Regions from separate parts of the Rattus norvegicus genome. Here region 2 is linked to region 1. Evidence: chromatin contacts called from public Hi-C data. All regions are on one chromosome and are shown on one strand. The core of a region is the stretch at or near the end of the contact, and the rest is flanking DNA. Distances in the headings are between cores, read along the strand shown.

Evidence for each region. A called contact is a pair of places that touch in the nucleus more often than the background predicts.
Region 2: a Hi-C map of hepatocytes shows a contact between it and region 1, with 2.1 times the contacts expected there. The contact joins the promoter of Inip here to the enhancer-like site in region 1. A contact is called at or near these places in 4 of 12 Hi-C or Micro-C datasets (the A7r5 cell line, hepatocytes, kidney and 1 more) and 1 of 1 datasets of contacts at active chromatin or transcription factors (oligodendrocytes).

Annotation. Positions count from the first base shown.
Region 1 is chr5:79,018,410-79,024,318 of GRCr8, forward strand. It overlaps Susd1 (sushi domain containing 1), which reads right to left. Exons shown (of 15, transcript NM_001427255.1): 6 at 5,509-5,688. Among named protein-coding and RNA genes, the nearest start is that of Susd1, 49 kb to the right of the region's middle. Within about 2 kb of position 2,767, at least 45 of the 93 cell types and tissues checked have an H3K27ac peak or open chromatin away from gene starts, as enhancers often do. A contact at or near this core is called in hepatocytes and kidney, where this site is marked.
Region 2 is chr5:79,454,143-79,460,051 of GRCr8, forward strand. It overlaps Inip (INTS3 and NABP interacting protein), which reads right to left and starts at 3,410. Exons shown (of 5, transcript NM_001305282.2): 1 at 3,282-3,410; 2 at 1,787-1,867. The coding sequence starts at 1,811.

The DNA of each region.
Region 1 (5,909 bases), core at 1,517-4,016:
AGAGAGTATGCACAGGACTTTAACCTTCAAAACATCCTGGCTGGACAGAGCCATGTCCAGCTTACGGTCCCAAGGCTTGGATGTTAAGTAACCTGCAAGGGTAAGGCGACATGAGGGACAGAGTCCAGACTCGCAATTAGACGTGTGCGTCAGACTCCCCTGCTAGGAGCCTCTTCGCTAAAGTAATCAAGAGGCTACAGGATAAAATCTGGGTGCTGTATTATAAAACAAGAAACAACTCTGAAGGAGAGGACTGGGAGGTGAGGGAGGAAGGACAGAGAGAAGTCCAGGCTGAATGCCAGCCTTTGAGCCCAAGAATCTGAATGAATGGCCCTTCACTGTTTTCCTCAGAAGCACAAGAAGAGACAGAGCAATGAACTGCATTTAGGACATGTCAGATATGAGTTATCTGTTTACTGTCCAATGGAAAAACGGCCCAAAAAGCCATGGGTTGTGCATAGAAACAGAAGACGTGGGCGGGTGAAAGTAAGACATCCAAGTAGGTCACAGAGAGGGGCTCAGTGCAGATCCCTGATATCCAAGAAGACCCTCAGACAAGGGCAGTGTGGGGGACAGGGGGGCTGAGACGAGTCCCTAAGAGAAAGTATGCTCAGGAAGCGAAGGACGGTGGGGAGTGTGGCCCCCCTCCACTCTCAGTCTGCTTCCTCACTCCATCCAGGGAGGGTACAGCACGTCATTAAGGCCAAGAGGCAAGGTCAACCTCCTTCACTTCCACCCTAGCAAAGGCAACCTCCCTCTCTCCCACTCTGCATCCCTTTTCCTTAGTGAAACAGTCCCAGTCAAGCTTAGACTTGGGGTTTGACATTGGTCAGAAGTAGGGAGAACAGGCCTTGGGTCTGTCTAGCTCTAGGACATACAGGCATCTCCAGTGTGACACAAAGAAGGGCCCTACAAGGTCCTATTGAACCTGTACTGGATTTGGGATAATAAAATATTCAGCTTGGCTTTACTTTATCCCGTTTGTGTAGGGTACTTGTACAAATATAGTATATGGGTATATGTATAGCACACATATATGTGGATTTTTTTTGATATTCAGTTAACATCTAGTATTTCTCTGTGTGGCATTTACTGTATTTTTAATCAGTTATTTAATGTCTACTTCTTAGAGTGAAACTTGGTCATTGCAAAAGCTGCACTTATCTCTTTAAACCTAACAAATGACTTAGACAAAGACATTCACAACGTGTCTTCTTATCTGATTGATTGGTTAGACAAATGAATGGGTGATCAGCAACACTAAAGTATAGAAGGGTTAGGTAGGGTTAGGACAGCACATGGGTTTAGCAGCTAGATGGTAAGGAGAAGGTAATGCTAATTCCCCTTCCATGATAGGCAGAGATAACAAGGGAAGGAAAGGAAACTCTCTCAGAAGACCCACTGTACAGGGTCATCGGGGACCAGTCTAGTTTACTCTCCTGGTTTACAACGTGGGCCCCTCTTTGGGTTTTGAAAACACAGAAAGAATGAATTCAGGTGGATACGTTCAATATTGTCTCCAGTCTAAACAGTTCCTGACTCCAAAAAAGATCCGATGATCTTATGACAGAGGCCACAGCCAAACTCTGAGGCCATTCCCAAGCAGACTGCAAAGCAGGCACACTTGATGACTGTGGCAGCAAGGCACGGGGACACATCACGGAACAGATGTGTGCTTGCCTATAAACAGCCCTACGCCTCCTTCCTTTGTGTTCAGCCCTAAGGTAAAGTCAGGTAAAGTGGGTAAAAGCATCATGCCTAAACCACTAAAGTAAATTACACACTTTACGGTGATATTCGTGGCACATGAATAAATGTTTATTGTTCCCTGGGTATTAGTTTTTGTGCACTTTAGGAAAACACATCTACCTCATCAGAGTCATGATATACCTTGTATTACAAAGAATCCTTGATTGGTGTATTAAAACTAAGATTGTCTCCCAGGCGTGGTGATGTGTGTCCATAGACTTAGCTTGGGAGACTAGGGCAGGGAGACCTCTCAAGAACAGGAATTTAAGACTTGCCTGAGCAACGTAGCAAAACCCCTAAATACGCCTGCGTGTGTAAAATCTGTGAATATATGTGTGTATATATATAATTACATATATGCTACTTAAGAAAAACAAGCTGTGAAGATAATTCTTTAGTTATATCAAAGGTCGTCAGGGTGGCATGCAAACAATTCAATCGTGGGACAGCATGAACAGGCAAGTGAGGGCTTCCACGGCTTCCAGGCTTGAGTTCAAATCAGAACTCCGTCGAGCACTGGTTACAGAATGACCCTAAGGAAATTGCTCAACCTCCATGAGTCTCAGATCACTGAACTGAAAATACTTGCTTTACAGGTTTCGAGGGTAAAATGAGATCAAGCACTAGGGTCCCCAAGGGAACCCTGGGTGTGGCAGCTGGTGTGCAGGATCCCAGCAATGATATTGGTAGCGATGAGTGTCATGTACATCCTCAGACCCAGCCCAGCGGTGGCTAATGCAGTACTGTGCCCATTCATCCCAGACAGCCCTTGCTTCCCACTTAAAACGTACGTGCTTCAAGCAAGCACTGGCTAGGCTGGTGAGAAGGGCTGACAGCCAAGGAGGGACAGCGGGTAACAGGAGCTTGGTAGCATTCGCAGTAGTGCCGGGGGCAGGTTGTGGGATGCAGAAAGGTTCCTGGGAGAACAACAGTCTGTGTTTCGACAGAGTTGTTGCTCTCCTAAGAGCATGGAGTGATGGACTGACCGAGTGTGGAGTGTTAACCTTGTAATTATTAACCCAGACTGGAAACATGAAAGGTAAATGACCTGTGTAGAATGGGAGCCAGGGACAGCCTTATCAAGAACAAATCAGCCTCTTTGATCTTGAAGTAAAACTGAGTCATTAATGTGAAGCTTCCACCTCGGGTTTTTCCAGACACTAAAGTAGTTGCCTAATTCCCAGCTGTCTGGAGTTTCCAGTTCAAACTGGCCTTAGAGGAAAAAGTCCTACCACCTTGTTAAGAGTTCACACTCTATTAAAAAACATTACAGATCTGAGCCACTAACACAGAGGCACGGGGCTTTCAAAGATACTTTAAAGCAATCTAAACAATCTGTGTACAGATAATCCGTCCTACCCAGTCAGAAATTAAACACAGGCATATAGACAGAGGGGTAGACGGAGGGAATTCAAGGGAAGATGACGGCAGGGGAAGAGGTGAACCGTGAAACACAATAAAATAAAAACACACTGGGGGATTCGGGATGGCTTAAGGTTGAGGAAAAACTGGGAAAAGAGGGAGCAGCCAAGCAAGAACCATGACAACCACATCTCTTGCTCCATTTCCAGAAGCTTCTCCAGCCTTCCCCTCCAGAGATGATCTGCACAGAAGCATGAATTAATCAGCATGCAAATCCCTCCCTTTATCTGTGAAAATCGAATTTAGCTGCCAATCCTGATCGAGGGCACACAAGCCTCCTCACAGAAAGAGCCTCACTCCCGGGGAGAATGCCTTTTTCTCTCCTGAAATCAAAGCTTGCATAAGCCCAGGGAAACAGCTGCAGCTGGAGCTGCAGACTTAGTAAAAGGTGGAGGGCTGAGGACAGTAATTATAATTAGCGGTTACATAACATGTTTGCTCTTCAAAGTGCTGCAAAAGGATCAGCTAATTAATAGCTTACTGTGCCCCGCGCAGATCCCCTGGTTTTTCATGGAGTGACTAATCCTTGTGCCCCCACTGAATTCTGAATGGTGGCAGCAGAGGACCTTGGGCAGCGAGACCACAGCGATACCCAGCTCTCTTATGGAGCCATTTCTTGGGGAACAGTTCTGGGAGAGAGCTGTCTTACATCCTCCGGGTAAGTCCTGGAGGTGCTGCCAGAGAGGCGATGCTAAGTTAGAGAGACCATCAGTCTAGGGAGGTTGGCTTTAGAGAAAATGCAAGATGGTACTGGCTTGTTCTTGCTTCCCTGCTCACCCAGGGAGACATCTCCGAAATGAGGTGGCCTAGATCTCTGAATTCTCATCTTCTGTTTCCTCCCCACTCCACAGCCTACACCTTTTGAATATACGATGGTGATAGCTGAATGTAAGAATTGTCTGTCTCCTCCAAGAGTTCCTTCCCCACAGGTTTCAGCAGCCTATGATGCTTTGAATTTATTTACAAACCATTGCAAGGACATGTGAACCTGCATTTCCTCAGGAGAAAGCTGGTTCTTCTACCACACTGTAAATTCCAAAAACGTAGTGCTTTGCACATAGAGTACACTAAATATACATATATATCTTTGGGATGAACAGATGGGCAGGATGGATGTCATCAAATTTCTCTCATAGGGATGGCGAATTGGCTCGGACCATTGGTGCTTATCAAGCAAGTGTGAGGTCTGGAGTTCAACACCCAGAACCTCCATAAAAACGTAGGTCATGGTGGCTTACTTGCATAGTCTTAGTGCTGAGAAGACAGATACAGACAGATCCCTGGGCTTCACTGGCCAGCTAGATTAATCTAATTGGGCCAATTAATCTCTGGGCCAATGAGAGATTCTGTCTCAAAAAGAAAGAAAAGAAAAAAAGGTGGAGGTCCTTAGGAACAACATTGAGACTAGGCTGTCTTCTGGCATCCATGTGCACTTGCACACACAGGTAGAAATCACCTGTGCACGCGCACGCACGCACACACACACACAGAAAAATGAAAACTATGATTTAAAAGATAGTGTTGTATGTATGCATGTATGTATACAATAGAATACTCTTCACTGCTTAAAAGTAAGGAAAATGACATATCCTATATTGTTGGTGTACCTTAGCAGTATCATGCTAAGGGAAATAAGTATTTCATGACTCTACTTCCATGGGGTGCCTAAAGTAGTCAAATTCCTGTGAGAACAAAGGCAAATGGCAGGGTGCCAACGGCTGTGGGGAGGAGGAGTGATGGGCTCCAGTTTTAGAAAATAAGTTCTGGGGGTTGGGGATTTAGCTTAGTGGTAGAGCACTTGCCTAGCAAGCACAAGGCCCTGGGTTCGGTCCCCAGCTCTGAAAAAAAAAGAAAAGAAAAGAAGTCCTGGAGACCGGTTCTACCATGGTGTGGACGTATATAATACCCATGGATTCCATACTGAAAACAAACCAGTATCATGCAGTTAAATAAAACTTAACTCCTTGGATTTTGTCATCTTTTGTCTGAAAAGCTGTCATATCAAAATGTGTCAAGAGTATACACTCCTCCAAGGAAATGGTTCATAGAGTCGCTTTATCTCAGCTGGCTAAGAGGAGACGGTAAAACACACACACACACACACACACACACACACATACTGTGAACTACGGTGTTTCAAAAGATGGGTGTGTAAAATTCCCTCCGTATGTTATTTTCCCAATCCTCCTCCTACATCATCACGGTTAAGCTGATAAATCCGAAGCCAAATGCCTACCCTAGTAAATGGCAGAGGTGAGTGTGACCCAGAGGGAGGCAGCCACACCCCTTCTGGTGCTGTTCCAGGTAAACAGGAAGCCAGCAGAAAGGAATCTGTACCTGCACATGCATACGTGATCTCACTCCAGGAGCCGCTGTCTGTGCAAACAGAAGTGATCTTTCCTCCAGGACTCTCAAAGCCCTCCTCGCAGTCATAGTGAGCCACACTCCCCTGGCTGGAGCTGTGATTCCCCACCAAGATGGCGTTCTGAACTTCAGGGGGACTGCCACAGCTGATCTCTGCAAGGAAAGGCAAGAAGACATCAGTGAGGAGCCCTGACTCCCATCCCCGCAATTAGGCTCTCAGAAAGAAACATTTCATGATAACAGAGGCCATTCATCTGGGAAAAGAGAAAACCGACTCCCTCAAATAGTTCAAATGTAATTATATAAAATTAAGGTTATTCAGAAGCATAGGAAACCGGTGTGCCTGGATTTAATGAAATTTTCAAACGTGCACA
Region 2 (5,909 bases), core at 2,160-4,659, 440 kb after region 1:
GCAAGCCTACAGAACAGGATACAGACTCCCTCTGCTGGTGTCCAACAGCAGCAGCTCTGTGATACCAACGGAATTCCTCAGAGTAATGAAAGTCAAATGACTTACCAACTAATTATTCTTTAGATTTTAGACGCTTCATAGTAGACCTGACTATGAGCCAACCAAAAGCAACACTAACAATAGTTGTTCTTACTGCAATTGCAAAATGAGAGATTACCAGCAGATTTTATCATTAGAACGAGATAATTTAAAATATTTTTATTGTGACTATATTGGATGGCTTTTTTTAGCATTTTTTTTCCTTTACTAAAAGGACTCCCCTTAGTTTTCATTTTGGCTCAGTTTTGGCAGAGGTTGGGGAGTACTGAGGATCAAATACAAATTACTTTAATCTGAACCTTTCTAAGTTAATTTTTTTTTCTTTTTTTCTTTTTTTTTTTCTCGGAGCTAGGGACCGAACCCAGGGCCTTTCGCTTGCTAGGCAAGCGCTCTACCACTGAGCTAAACCCTCACCCCTCTAAGTTAATTTTTAAAAGAAGTTAAAAGATTGTAAATACAACGTTTACCTGAGATGATGAGTCAAACATACTTAAAAGTCAAACAGTTCAGGCCTGATGTGGAAAGAGACCAGTTTCAAGTATTTGCATAAAAAAGACTTAAAAAACGATAGCTACATTTATGAGCCAGGTGTAGTGGCACATGCTTCTTTTTTTTTTTTTGGAGCTGGGGACCGAACCCAGGGCCTTGCGCTTCCTAGGTAAGCGCTCTACCACTGAGCTAAATCCCCAGCCCCGTGGCACATGCTTCTAATTCCAGCACTAGGGGGAGAGGCAGAGCTGTATGAGGGGGGCCAGCCTGGTCTACATAGTATGTTCCAGGCAGCCAAGAAGACATACCTTGTCTCAAAAAAAAAAAAAAAAAAATCTGGAGCATACTTGTAACCCTAGCAACTAAGAGGCTGAAGCAGGAATATCACAAGTTCAACACAACATAGATAGCCTTCAAAAAGCTAAAAACATTGAATAAATTTTTTTTTCAACAAAACTTTTTTTTTTTTAATGTCTTAACAGAAACGTGTCCCTAACTTGATGGGATTAAAGAAAGTAACAGGTGAAATGAAGCTTTTACAGCAATGAAGATAAAGCATGGTTATTACCTGACTTTAAAAGCAAGAAGAAAACAGATGCCAGAGGAGACAGGAGACCGTTTATGATGCGGGCTGGGGAGGTGGTTCAGTGGTTAAGCACTTGTTCCCAAAATCATGAGGACCAGGGTTTAGCTCCCTAAAATCCACGTACATGTTGTGTAATTTCAGCCTTGGAAGGCAGAGAGGAGAACCCTGGAGAAAGCTGGCTAGCAAGAGTAGCCAATGGGCAAGGTCTAGATTTGACTGAGAGACCCTGCCTCAGTGAGTTAGGTGCAAAGTGCTGGAAGATGATTCTCGATGTTAATCTCCAGTCTCCACATGTGTGTATGCCCACCCCTACACACATGCTCCCACACATGCAAACATGCATATACACAGATGCACACTATACACAAGTAAATGGAAGGAAAAAGTTCACGATGTGAATCACTAATCTTAACAGGTTGAAATAAAGAATTAGTAATATTAGAAAATAAGCTGCTGATACAGTGTTAAGCTGATTTTAAATTGGGGGATTCCACTTTGCTACTCATAATTCTGGACGCAGTAACTGCTCTATACTAAATTTTCTCTACTTCAAATACATTTATTGTATGGGAGAACGTTCCTAGTAATAACAGAAATCCCAGCATGCATTACCTTGTCCTGAAGGATTTGCTGCCATCTTCCTATTCTGTGTCAATTATATTCAGTGGCCACTGATCAGGACTTTACAATCATCTGTAAAAAAATTTATGTGCACACATAAAATGCGCTGGCCTTAATTACAGTCTCAAAACCGTGAAGAACAGCTAGGCTGAGTTGGGTTTCTTAGTCTCTTCAGAAAGATAAACGTAAGCACAGGCTTAAATCAGAAACTTAGCTCTGCAAGTTCCTCATGCACTTCATTAAATGACATTTTTTTTAGTCTTGAAGTTGTTAATACCAACATTTAGCATTATTTTTAATTTACATCAAGATGTATTTACCAAATAGATCAACCTCTTGAAAGTATCCACATAATCAGTGCTAAGAAGAAAAATAAAATTCTATAAAAATCACTCTCAGGTCATCTACTGTGCTGGTGAAAGAAAGGAAGAAAGGAAGGAAGGAAGGAAGGAAGGAAAGAAAGAGCGAGCGAGCGAGCCAACCAACCAACCTAACAAGTATCTACACTGCACCATATATTGTGTAAGATGTTTCCCCCAAAAAATGTTTTTAATGAGCATTTTTATATATGTGGAAGCCAACTGTCACACGACTAAGCAAACTTAGACTCCTGGTTTCTCTGTGTGTGTGGTATATGCCCAGTGGTGAGCATGAGTGAGTAAGATAGAAAAAGGCACTGGATGGTCGCCTTGTGCTACCGCTCTCCACCTTGTTCCTTTGAAAACAGGGTCTCTCACTGAGCCTGAAGCTAGGCTGGCTGCCAGCCATCCTCACCGATCCTCCGTCTCTGCCTTCCCTCAGCTCTGGGGTGCAGGAGCTACAGCCACACCTTGTGCTTCCGACATGGATGCCGGAGATTCCAACACAGACCCTAATGCTTGGGCAGTAAGTGCTCTTACCAGCTGGGCCACCTCTCCAACTCCAAGCCTGCTTATCGCTAAGTTTAGAAATTAAGTTTTGTATTAGGCCAGGGCGAAATCACAAGACAAACTCCTCGACCGTTGAGTTTCATTCAAGTAATCACACGGCGTGGAGGAGGAAAACCAATTTAATAAATGCGCTCTTTAAAAATATGCCCGCACACCGCGGTAATTCCAGCACTCGGGAAGAAAAGGCAGAACCGCGAGTACCCGGCCAACGAGGGCTACACTGCCAGACCCTGACTCAAAACAAAACAAAACAAGGCGCGAACAAGGTTGCGGAAGTAGAGAACTATTGTTGAGCGAAGACACGAGCTCTGAGCAGTTGCCAGGTTTAAAGGACTCGCGACTCCTGCGGCTGGAGCACAGCGTGAGCGAAGCCGAGCTAACACTGAAGGCGATCAAGGCCACCCTGAGAAAGGGTCAGGATGTCCCAGGAGTCCCTGCCCGCGGGTGAAGTGGGCGAAACTCAACGGGAAGTGAGAAACCCTCGTACGCTAGTCCGCGCGAGGCCGCTGCCCGGTGGCCGGCGTTAGGGCCACACTTTTTCTGTCCTTTATACTTACCCGGAATGCGAGGAACCTCGAGAAACCTCGCTGTCCAGTCGCCGCTGTGCAGGGGGGCGCGCCCACGCAGAACCCGGCGAGAGTGCAGCAATGCGCCGCGCTACAACATTCCCGCCGGCACCAGCTTCCGCCTCCTGACTGACAGAGCCCCTGGAAGCGGAAGTCCCGCCTATCGACTGGACCCAACGGACGCTACCCAAGGTGATTTGTAGTTTAATCGCTTCTTCGGCGGGAAAGGGTTTCCCTTCCGAAGAATGACAGTCGAAGAGGCTCACGGGAGATGCAGGCCGTACAGTTGGGGGCGGAACCCAACGCTGATTGGCAGGAATGGAGCCGGGTCCCTAGCACCTAAATTGATTTTTTTTTTTTCCTGTCCTTCGAGTTTTCAGGAGACTAGCTGTCTGTCTTCAGAATTTAACCCCGGTGTTAATCCATTTCAGTAGAGCTCAGAGGGAGGTTGAGCACACTTTCAGGTTTTCACAACTTTCCTAGGAATATTTTTGTTGCCTACCGTCTGAATAAATAATTATACACAAGGAGAGCACTAAATAGGTACAAGTTTTCACTACTGTGCACAATCTGAATTTTAAAAATGAAAGTGTCGGCTGAGAGTAGTGGGGCATGCCTTTGATCCCAGCACTCTTGAAGGCAGAGACAGATCTAAGTTTGAGGCCATCCAGGTGTGCATAGTGAGCTCCAGAACAGTAAGGACTACACAGAAAGACCCTGTCTCCAAAGCAAACAAACAAAAAAGGGAAAATCACACCAAGACGCTACTGGAAACTACCTAATGCTGGGTAGCCGCACGCTAAATCTAGATGTTTACCTTAAGAAGTAAACGTGTTTGGCACACGGTGGCGCTAGGGAAGCAGAGGGAAGCATTTCTCTGAATTCAAGGCCAACCTTCTCTACAAAGTGAGATCCGGGACAGCCAGGGCTACCCAGGCAAACTCTATTTTGAAAAAAAAAAAAAAAAAAAAAACTAAAAGAAGTAAACATGTTTTGATGTGTGTTGTGTGTTCTATGGTTATTAACCACTTTCCACAACTTGCACATATGCTCTGTATTAGTATTTGGGATTCTGGAGATGTAGCTAAGTTGGTAGAGAACTTGTCTAGGATACAGGAGGCCCTGAATTTGATACCTCGCACCACATAAAATTGGGTATGGTAGTGTATACTTCTTAATCCAGCCTCAGGAATTTGGTGGGAAGAGGATCACAAGGTACATAGGTACATAGCAAGTTTGAGGCCAGTATTGACTACATAAACCTTATTTCTAAAATAATAAATGTTTGTTACTGTTTCTGATGCACAACGGTAAGTTCAACACCAAGAATTTACTTAGTTCACAGCAAAAAAAAAAAAAAAAAAAAAAGTTGAGTGTTTTCCATGTGCTGGGTGCCTGCTGTCCATCAGCTTGTGTCTGCCTGTGATTTGTATCTGGGAAACAGAGATGTTACTACATTGTATCCAGCCATGAGCTGAGCTAAAGCCCGCAAACTCTGCCAGGTTCTTAACTTCCGAATACTGTCTTTGCTCTAGAACGGCAGTTTTCAATTTGTGTGCAGGGATTACATATAAGGTAGCCTTCATATCAGATATTTACACTGATTCTTAGCAGTAGCAAAGTTGTAGTTAGGAAGCAACAGAGAAAATAATCTTTTTTTTTCTTTTTTTTTTTTCTTCTTTTTTTCAGAGCTGGGGACCGAACCCAAGGCTTTGCGCTTGCTAGGCAAGCACTCTACCGCTGAGCTAAATCCCCAACCCCGAGAAAATAATCTTATGTTTGGGGGTCACCACAGCAAGAGAAACTGTACTAAAGTGTCAAAGCATTAGGGATTCCTCTAGAACCAGCTCTTAGTGATTTTTTTTCCCCCTTGAGACAGGGTTTTGGTACTTAGAGGCTGTCCTTGAACTCACCTTGTAGCCCAGGCGGCAGACTGGAAAACTCCTTCTCACCTTCCTGAGTCCTGGCACTTATAGGCCTGTACCCTCATACCCAGCTCTACTAACTACTTTAATTAAAATATAAAGCATGTTGGCAATAAATACATTTGAGTCTCTTCTGTGATCTTCTGGGAAAATGCAGCCTTATTCAAGCTTAAAAGTCCTAACAAATTCTTTCAGTTAAAAGGTCGAAGTGAGGCTGGGTGTGACTTAAAAAGATAAATGGTTTCTATATTCTTAGGAGAATTTTTTTTTTGTCCTGTTGCCCAAGTAGTCAGTACAGGAAACAGGGCACAGGAAGCTCTTTAATTCCTAAACAGGAAAACAGAAGATTTAATTAGATGAAAGTGTTTACTACCCTAATCATGACCTGGTGAATATATACATCTCACTATTACACTGCATTGCCTACATATGTACAATTAAAACATTACACATTAAAATAATGGACATTCTGAAAGAACATTGTTTAAGGAGTGGAAGAAAATTCTTCCAAAACATTTTGTAGTTTCTTGTCCAGTTCAGTATGTGAGGATTGGGGGAGCATGACCAGCAGGAAGGTAAGTTTCACTCATGACCAATTGTTTGGCCTTTTGTTTTGTGAATAGCAGTCCTTGAAAACAGTTCGTCTTCTCCCTGCAGTGCTGGAACTTCTATAGGCCAGCCAGGGTTACATAGG